Regions from separate parts of the Oryzias latipes genome. Here region 1 is linked to region 2. A link is a contact called in public Hi-C data. All regions are on one chromosome and are shown on one strand. Each heading gives the region's core, a stretch centred on a gene start, on an enhancer-like site or on the middle of the called end of the contact. The rest is flanking DNA. Distances are from core to core; before and after follow the strand shown. Region 1 holds the start of pxdn (peroxidasin homolog). Region 2 holds the start of rtn4ip1 (reticulon-4-interacting protein 1, mitochondrial).

Region 1 (5,391 bases), core at 2,255-4,754, 130 kb after region 2:
AAGCTGCTGCCACAGCTACCAAGTCAGAAATGCAAAAAACAATCCGGGACGTGGAATACATGAGCCAGGGGTTTTATTTCATTTACTTAGCTTTGGAACAGCAGCTGTTTTGTAGGCTCATGTCTGCACTTTCCTGCAGATGATTGAAGACGTTGGACTTTTCTGCTCATTTGCCCTTCCTGGATCATGGCTCTTCAACTGGCATCCAGCTAAAGAGTAAAGCAGGGGAAACTGGGGCAGCTCTATCCTCCCAGAACCTCACTAGTGCTATGGTCTCAGTACATGTCAGAGGGCTGTGGGCGGGTGAGCTTTGGGGAACAGTTGGCGCCTTTGAATCTTCTCTGACATTTTTGTAGATAGGGAATCACGGCTTTTTAATCGACTTCACAGTAGCTAGAGCTGGTTTCATAAATAATTATGACCTCATAGCCATCCTCTCTCATAGCTTTATTTGAAACACGGTTCATGTGCTAAGCATAACAGAACCCAAATATTTGGATCCAATCACCATTTTCCAGCGAAAACTGCAAGTTCACACTGGACGCCACAAAGCTATGTCCATGTTCAAGTTACATGAGGGTCACGAAGGGTCACAGGAGAAGGTTCTGACAATATCAAAACTAAACCAATAAAGAAGGTGAACAGAAAATACTGAATCTGTGTTTCTCTGTCTGAATATCTCTGGGTGAAGGTCTTTGCTATCCAGAAGAGTTAAGGATTCAGTGTTGTTGACTGTTGTTCACACCAGCGCCTGAGCCAAAGTCTCCTTTCCATCTTCTTTGCTTGTAACCACACTTGGAAAGTGATTTCCAGAGTATTTCCATTATTTTTGGCAAGCAGCATTTTTTTTCAAGGAAAGAGTTAAAAAAAAACTATCTAAGACCTTTTCAGTGAGTCAAAATCTATCCCATAAATTTTTCGACTATTCCATGACATCACGTCCTTTCAAAGAGATCCCAGTGCGCTGGAGCCACACTGTAGCAGCAGAAGTCTTCTTCACTCTTCCACATTCCTCACATACGTGTGAGCTCATGCTGCGTGTGGAGGTCGAGCTGCTGCTTGGAAGGCGCTTCAGAGGCTGGAGGAAACCTGGGTAGGAAGTCACGTCCTGACATGACAACCCGTGAGGTGGGGGTGCCAGAGGCTGCAGCTTCAAAGCTGCTGGGATGGGCCCCTCCCACAGACCAGTCAAACACAACCCGTTCATTGGAGGGGGGCAGGACTTTCATCTCCAGACTTGTAGCTGTGGGCTGCAGACGGGTGGAATGGCGGTCTGCGGTGGGGCCCGGTTTGGTCTTTGTCCCAATGATTCAAGTGTTTCTGCTTCCACACTGAGAAGATGGCTGTGGCTGATTAGACCAGTGTTTTTCCACCGCTGTGCCGCGGGAGATGGTCAGGTGTGCCGCGGGAGATGACCCATTCACTGATCTAAAAACATTTCCCATCTCCAGGATATCAGCTCTGTGTTCATCCAAACAGGCCCTGATAAAACACTGAGTAGTTAGGAATATGAAAGATCATAAAATACTTTTTTCTTTGTCCACTTTGATAAGAATGACGGTACCGCGATTTAGCCGCAGCTTCAGCTCTGTTTTCAGAAAAGTCCCGCCCCTTTATCTGTCTCCTCCAATCATTCTTGGAGGCTTAATCATACGTCATCGGTCTGACCAATCAGAAGTGGTTAAAGTCTTCACTTCCTAGTTCCGACTCGGCTGATAAAATCTCCCAATTCCAACAAAAAAAAAACCCAGCTAAAGCTCGTCTTTAGCGGTGTAGCTTTCCACAGAATCGGGAGTCAGACCGTGGAACAAGTGAACAAAACAATGTAGCTTGGAGATTAGAGTCTGGCTGCCTTCACTAGATCTCCCATGATGCATCGGGTTAAAGTGACAGCGTCTCAGCGTACAATGAGTCTTCCTTGTTAAACGTCTTAAACCACAACGAACACACATCAAACAGTTTTTAAATCTTCTTGATGAAATCAGAGATGAACAGTTTAGTTCCTCCAAGTCATCTTTCTAACTGAAACACTTTTCTAATAACGTCTGGATTATTTTATGTGTTAAACTTAAGAAAAAGTAATAACAACATTTAATAAACAGGATTAAGGTGAAGTGGCCAACAGACACAATTAGACTAAATTGAAACAATTTAATCATCTAAAAAGAAATAAAACATTTTTGTTAAAGTTTTGAAAGACTTCATCTTTGATTAAGACAAAAGAAAAACTAATAAAACTTTAACATTTTCACTTTTTGTGTAGCTACAGAAAACAGAAATATAATGTTAGTCTTTTTTGTGTAAAATGTATCAAACATCTTGTGATCATATAATTGTTCAAAAATTACAGTTCCCTTTACACTAACGTTTAAAAAATAAATCACTATTAAGAAAGAATATATTTGTTTTTTTGTGAGGTTACATAACATTGCATGTTAATTAACTGAAGGAAAAAACTACTATCAGGGTAAAATTTCAAATAATTTAGTTGAAAATTATTACTGAAAACTAACTTAACTTTCATTACATCTTTTAGAAAAAACAGCTGCAACTTCCAGCTTTTTCTGTCACAATCATCACAAAAATGCACGTGAGATCATGGAGGGACTGTCCATCAATATAGACTATGAGTTTCTCCTTTTTGAATTTCTTTGGGTGCTGGTGTGGGATTTCTAAGGAGAAAGTGTCCCTTGGCTCAGAAAAGGTTGAAAATCACTGGATTAGATTAGAAAATGTTTGGAAGACACAGAGTGAAGACGGGGTTCCTTTTAAATAGGAAGCAGTTTCCTTCAATAACAAGAAAACAGGTGAGACTCTGGGAGATTCTGAAGGCAGTCATGGATGGCATGTTTCTGCACAAACTGACCTCATGACCCCCCCCCCCCCCCAGAAGACCATGAGCCTCTGCGGTCCACGGCTGGACCCACTTAAGCGTGAATGACAACTTTGTGCAAACTTCCTCAACTCCGCCAAACGAACCCGCTGACTCCCACACCGGATTCAACCGGGACCCGCCGGAAACGCGCGTGAACGTGGTGGAAAAGAGCGCGTGCAGACTGGTGGGGGGGTACTCACAGGATGGTGGTCAGAGGAGACACGGCCGGCACAGCCTCCAGGTTCAGATGCATACACCTCACGGTGGTCCGGAAGCACAAGCAGCGGCTCGGGCAGCAAAGCGCGGACGGCGGTCCGCAGGCGAGCAGCAGCAGCAACACCGCCGCCGCCGCGACGACCCCCGGAGAACCGAGCCTGCGAGTCCACACCGCCATTGCTAAGAGCAGAGCACAGCCCGCCAGCTGCCCCGTTCCCCCCTCTGTGGCGCGCGCCTGCAGCTGCAGCGTCACCGTCCCGTCAAAGTCCAGCAGAACCGCCCTGACGGCCCATTCATTCCGCCTGCAGCCTGGCGGCAGCAGCAGCAGCAGCGACCCCTGGCGACAGACACGGTGGCACACAGGTGTTAGAGACACCTGCAGCTTCTGCTTTCTATTTATATTCTAATTCATTTCTATTAATATTATATTCACATTCTATGTACTTTCTAAGATAAAATCAAGATACTTTATTGACCCCAGCCTTGGAAATTGGGTTGTTGCAGCGTCTGCATACAGGCTCAATGCAAACACACAAACAATGGGTGATTTTCTACATTTTTTATTCTGGATTTGTCAAACGTGCATCCATTGACTAGATGGTGTCTGTAACACAGGTCCCTGACGTGCACGTGAAGTGTGCACGGACATGGGTCCCAGTAGGAGAGCTCCTCGGGTCTGGCGTTAGTCCTGCAGGCAGAGAGGAGCGACTGCCAGCTGTTTTTCTGTTGTTCAAGTTATAAACTGACCAATCAGACATCTCAGTAAAAGCATGTGCTGCCCGCTTCTCCCCAGCTCAATGTTTGATTGACAGATTCTCAAGAGGAAGGGGTGTGGACTTCCAACAAGCTCACCCCTGATTGGTGACAGTGGGTGCCATAGAAACGGCGACTCAGGCCAATCACTGAGGATATCTGGTTTCAACATGGCGACGTCCGTATTGCAGAAAAATGGCGACTGAATTAGCTTCATTTCGCGGGAGTGAGGCCTTTTCTATGGGCAAGATTACAGCTGCTCAGTCCAGTTCTCTGATACAGTCATGTTAATAAAATCTAGTAAAAACTTGACATTTATGCCATATAAACGCATAGAAGTACCGCTGGTGTACTTGTAACCGATCTGTGCGTAGATGTGGTTTTGTGTATCAGACGACTGGTGCGTTCTATTTCAAGATTTGTAGGAGCTGTTTTAAATTTCTAGTTAGTCTTAAGCTGCTGTCATTTCAAGTCAAAAATCAAGAATCAAGAATTTTTAATTGTGACATACAAAGTTATATTTAGCAAATACAACCAGTAGTGAAATGTACGCCAGGTCCGCTCTGGGGACAGTGGAAATAATTAAGGAAAACAGCACAGATGAAAATATACATAATATACACAAGTAAAGCTATGTAAAGATGAAATAAGAAAAAATGTGTATTGTAAAATTAAATATAGAACGCAAAATAAAGTGCATGAATGTAAACTGTAGACTTAAATAATTAAGATACACGTTTAGAGTTTAAGAGCCTGATGGCCTGGGGGTAGAAGCTCCTCCTGAGTCTCTCGGCCTTTGCCATCAGGCTACGGTAGCGCTTACCAGATGGCAGCAAAGTGAAAGAATGATTACTGGGGTGGTTGGAGTCTTTGATGATTTTTGCAGCTCTACTTCTGCAGCGTTTGAGGTAGATGTAGAGAGGGGAGAGCAGATCCTGAAATGCGTTCAGCTAAGCGCACAACTCTCTGCAGGGCTTTGCAGTCTTGACTTGATTGTGCGTAAATTGTATTTCATGTGAATACACAAGTATACACACGAACACACAAAATGTATTGTGTGCGTTACAAAACAAGTATCACACACACATCCAAAATCACACACAGACACAAGTTCAGAGCCAGAATACACACACGTCTTTTCTCTCCATACACCAGATTCTCCAGAAGCTGAACTTTGCTGACATCTGCTGGCGACTTTGGGAAACACAAACTTTTAAAGTCATGATGGGTGTGACAAAATGTCAACCTTTTCAACACTTTCCTTACTTTTAACTTGTGTCAGGACTAAGAATGCCGTCCTGTTCCCTGTTTAGTAAACTGACAGATTAAGTAGGAATTAGTTATATTCATGCCTACTTTCCATAACTCAATGTTTTATGACGTCTTTTTCAAACACAGGGGGCCTTCGTTCCTCTATGCTTTCAGACAGACGATCTAAATGACACAATGGGAGTAAACTTGTATTTTCATGCTGTACGAGCTTTATCTTCCACAGCTCCATTTCACTGCAAGTACTTGCAATAAAGAAACATGACAAAAAAAGAGAA
Region 2 (4,893 bases), core at 1,091-3,590:
TTAATCACCAATGTCGCATATTGCGAGTTTTCCTCATATCGTGCACCCCCACGTGGTGCAGTCAGTTAGATGCAGAAACGCCCCTTCACTACTCCACATCCACTGACAGAAGTGTGTAAAAGGTATTAAATAAATAGCTTAAAGTCCACATCAGTGTCGTTTGTCATCCACTTAGAAAACAGTCTAGATCTTGGTTCAGAATTGAGTCCTTAGTGTTTCTAATCGCAAACAATGAAATCCATTCAATAGAATTCTATTTCTCATTATCAGTACACCTTCTTTTAACCAGAAAAGGCCTGAAGTGTTTGATGATTGGTGAGATTTCAGGATTTAATATCAGCCTCAGCACTGAAATTTCGTGTAAACGTGATCACATGTCCTCACTTAGAACCACGGATGCGTCTCCGGCGCTTCGCGTCAGAATGCCAGGGACATCCATGGAGTTGACCAGAGGGATGAGACCGTGTCGTGAAAGCAGACCGTAAGTGGGCTTGAAGGCCACAACGCCACACAGCGCGCCAGGATTACGGGTGGAGCCACCCGTGTCTGATCCTAAAGCTCTGCCGAAACATCACCAGAAACAAGAACGCTGGTTAAACCACAGCCGCTGGGTTGACAGGTTCTCCATAAAGCTGGAAAGCGGCTTTCTCACAGGTAGCTGGTGAGCGAGGCCACAGCTGCAGCGCTTCCACCTGAACTTCCTCCAGCGATGACCCAGTCGGCCTCTGGGCCTGCCAGCGTTCTGTAGGGCTCCGTGTAGCTCCACGGGTTCTTCACAGGTCCAAACGCCCCGTCAGTACTGCCCGCCCTGCGTGGAAGACATACAGCTGCACACACGGCTTCAAATTTCATTTCAGGACCAGCACACACTTACAAACTTAAGAAAGTCCAAAGTAACTACCGTATGACCCATACACCACATACTAGTAAATACCCCATTGCAAACTCATCCATGTTGGTCTTCCCCATCAGAACGGCCCCTTGGTCCAGAAGTTTCTGCACGACAGTAGCGTTGAATGGTGGAACATAGTCTGTGACAAACAGGAGCAGCTTAACAATAAAGCATGGACACAGATGAACACAGGAGCTGAACTGAGCTCGCAGACCTTTCAGCATCCTGGAGGCACATGTGGTCCTGACATTCTTAGTGCAAAAGTTGTCCTTGACTGCAAAGGGGACCCCATCAAGCGGACCTTTAGGGACACCTGAACACAGACAGGTTGAGCCAGAGCCTGCAGCTTCTGTGGGACACGTCATGCACGGCTCATGCGTGTGCACCTCGCTGCAGCCGCCTTTCAGACTCCTGGGCCTGCGTCAGCGACAGCTCGTCCGTCACAGTGATGTACGCGTTCAGGTGTTGAGTTTTCTTGATGCGGTTTAGACACTTCCTGCAAAGCTCAGTTGGAGATATTCTTCCCTCCCTGAATGCCAAGGACACCTGAGGACCAAAGACCACCACCTGAAAGTCCTCTAGCACACATGCCGACGGCCTGCAGACCATCCAGTCATTCTCACCAAACAGAGATCTGCATTCTGGCTGACTTTATTTCAACTTTAGCTTTCAGGTGAAATCCTTTACAGTCTCATACTCTGAATTCTGTGTTGAATGTTCAACAGCAGCTTTTATTTTACACACAGTGATGCTGCACTGATATCCCAACAAAAACAAAACTCTTCTTCTTCCTCCCGTTTCCCTTTTTTCATCTCACTTATATTCAGCTCCATACTTATTTTGTTTTTAATGTTCTGCTTTGATCTGGTCAGATTCAGTCTCCGTTGATCAAACACACAAGAGATGTTTAAGTGTGTTTGAACAGTGTTATTTTGGTTTTCCTCGTTTGTCCCTCGTGGGCTTCAGTAGCGTTTTTGACCAACAAAACTGAGCTGTAAGAGAAACTTTAAGGACTGAAAACTTTAGGCGAATTATTATTTATGTAATCCAGTGTTTAAAACAAGAGATCGAGTTACGATAAATACTTTAATTCACGCCGTTTCCACAGGGATCATTATTTTACATGAAACAAGCACGAGCGCAGTGAACTACCATCTTTTAAAATAGTGTATATGTACAGAAAAGCAGAGATTAGTGATACTGACCTCCTTTAAGGTCAAGCCGAGCATGTTGGGTTTGGGAAAACCTCACATTTACGAACGGAGTAGGATGCTGCACCAGAGAGTCGCCATTTTGATTGGGGTATTTCCGGTCCCCGAACGTCCCCGTCGGTGATTGGACAATCTTTGAAGAACGAGTGCTCTGATTGGTGGACGAGCAGAGCTCCTGTCCAAACCATTGGTCCGGATGCCGGTTACGGAAGAAGCGAAACTCCACAAGCTAAGGTCGTTGAACTGAAGCGAACCACATATATAAACACGCATAAAGTACATATTTAAGTTTTTTTCTTTTCTCGAGGCAATGATTGTTAGCTAGTGGTGGCTGGACACGCCCCCTCCTCGCCTCTGGAAACGTGTACTTTTTTTTTTTTTTTGGAAACGTGTAAATATGACTTCGGCCAACATTCTCGTGCACACGCGTCTGCTGGTTCCGCTGAGGAAAGCGTGCGCGCGCAACCCCCCTACCAGACTCCAGAACCAGAGCAGGCGGATCAGTACCTCCAGGAGGTGCCGGGATGTCATGCCTGCCTGGGTCATTGACAAATACGGCAGCAATGACGTTTTACGGTTCACTCGGAACGCCAGCTTCCCTTCCATCACCTTCCCCAATGAGGTGATGGTCAAGGTGTTTGCCGCCGGCCTGAACCCGCTGGACGTCAGCATGAGAGGTAAACGTCCGCGGCACGCGCGCCAGGCGGAACCCTTTCATCTCTGAAGCAGAGGGAATGAACAGACCGGTTGTGTTGGTGAATCTGAGCTTTTGGTTCCTCCAGGTGGTTACGGTGCCGCCACTCTCTCCATGAAGCGGGATCCTCTCAGCATCTCGCGGTCCGGCAGTGAGTTCCCGCTCATCCTGGGGAGGGATGTGTCCGGGGTCATCATGGAGTGCGGCCTGGGGGTCAAATACTTCCAAGAGAGAGATGAGGTAAAAAAAAGAAAGGAAAAAAAGCAGAAGATTGGATAGAAACACATTAAATGAGAGAACTTCTAATGTTCTTAGAAAATGCTGTTTGTTGGATCAGAGCCCTCATGGCCCCCAGGTCACTTCAGACATTTAAGAGGCTGTGGAGGTCCTCTGAGCAGCCAGTACAGGTGGTTTCCAGCAGGTGAGATGGAACAGGTGGACTGAGTTCTTGTGAAACACATGCTTGGAAATCAAAGTTTGTGACGTTAGACATGAGGCCGCTCTGCAGACGATGCAGCAACGCAGAAGGTTGATGTTAGAAAGAGGAAGCTGCAGTTCAATGGCTTTTGTTAGGAATAGTTCAGGTATTTCGAGAGCCACTCCCATGAAGATGGTGTTATTGGTGGTTTAACATGTTCTTGTAGCATTTCTCATGATGGAGGACATGTAAACTAAGATTAAAGCGGCATTTCTGCGTATTTATGAAAATTGCTGTGAATCAGGAGCAGCCGAAAAAGCTGGAAAAACTTGTAGTTGTTTCGTACAACCTACAGTGGGCGGGGCCAAAGTATCCGCCCCTTTCTGATCATCCACTCTCAGACAAACAGATCCATGAACGTCTTTGTTTTGCTGGTCTGAGCTGGAATCTGGATCAGAACTGGACGGCTGGATAGATCAGATGCTGATTGTCACTTTTGTTGTCCTGCTAATGTTTGGTTGGGGGTGTGGGGGACTGTAAGCAATGATGGGATATGAGTAGTGGCATACTTCCACGTCAACAGCAAGTCAGAGGTGAATTTCTTATGAAGTCCTGCCGCTCTGCAGAAACTATGTCCTAGAAAGCGACAGGTTCTTAGATTTAGGGTAAAAACGGCATCTTGATAATTTAAAGATGACTGCAAACGCTCGCGTCACGCAGAGCGGCCGGACGGACTGCGGTCAGAACCCTCCTCCGGACCGCACACTATAACAAAGCACCTTCCCTGCCTGCGAACACGAAGCTACGAGACTCCAGCTGCTCTGATCAGAGACACGGTTCTCTCTGTGGAGCAGCAGGTTCATTCTAACAGCCACAGATCTTTTTACAAAGTGGGCTGTGGCAAGATCTCTCTATAAACACTACAAAGAATAATGTCAGACACAACTTATGAGGGAAAAGAACTTTAGGTTACAAAAGGAAACGTGAAATGAAAACGTGTAGAACCCGAGCAGATCTCCACGCTACGTAGTTTGTCCTAGTGGGGCTACCGTAGTGTGACATCATCATTAGTGTCAGGCCCCTGAGCACTTATTGCAGGCCGAACAGTTTTTGTACCTACACCGGTGACCAAGTCTGTGATGAGAGCAGCAGGATGAGCTCTGCAATCCGCCGTCGAGCTGCTAAGCTGAGCTGCTCTTGTGGTTCTGACGTCATTCCAGGATTTCTGAGTTTGAGACGGCTTGACCAGCCGGAGCTGATGGCGTTTCAGCTGTGCAGCTCCAAACGTGATGCAGGCACGTTTGCGTCAGACTGCAGGATTCCTGGACACCTCCTGTGTTTAGTAGAGCAGCATGTTGACCGTCTCCTGACTGATCGTAGCAGCCTGTCAGTCTGGTAACAAAGAATCTCACATTTGGAGAACAGAACATTCCCAAGCATCTCAGGTCTTTGAAATCCGTCACAGAAACCCCAAACCTCAGGAAGGTCGTTCCCCGTCGCTTGGCTCTGCTTGATTCTGATCGGGCTGCTCGCTCTGCAGATCCAATCTCCACATCACTAAACTGAACTGGAGCTGTGAGAGGAATGAGTGTTTCTGCTCCCATCCATGTTCTTAAATATTCCACAGACTTCTGGTCAAATATTGTCTATTGATCCTGGTTAGAAACCAAAACCTTGT

Evidence for each region. A called contact is a pair of places that touch in the nucleus more often than the background predicts.
Region 1: a contact with region 2 is called in a Hi-C map of embryo, with 3 times the contacts expected there. The contact joins the promoter of pxdn here to the promoter of rtn4ip1 in region 2. A contact is called at or near these places in 3 of 5 Hi-C or Micro-C datasets (embryo and fibroblasts).

What each region holds. Positions count from the first base shown.
Region 1 is chr22:20,438,376-20,443,766 of ASM223467v1, forward strand. pxdn (peroxidasin homolog) reads right to left here and starts at 3,505. Exons shown (of 22, transcript XM_023951436.1): 1 at 3,076-3,505. The coding sequence starts at 3,269.
Region 2 is chr22:20,309,211-20,314,103 of ASM223467v1, forward strand. It overlaps rtn4ip1 (reticulon-4-interacting protein 1, mitochondrial), which reads left to right and starts at 2,341. Exons shown (of 9, transcript XM_004082677.3): 1 at 2,341-2,780; 2 at 2,886-3,037. The coding sequence starts at 2,501. It overlaps qrsl1 (glutamyl-tRNA(Gln) amidotransferase subunit A, mitochondrial), which reads right to left and starts at 2,203. Exons shown (of 11, transcript XM_011490621.2): 1 at 2,098-2,203; 2 at 1,279-1,438; 3 at 1,107-1,205; 4 at 935-1,031; 5 at 653-808; 6 at 385-560. The coding sequence starts at 2,121.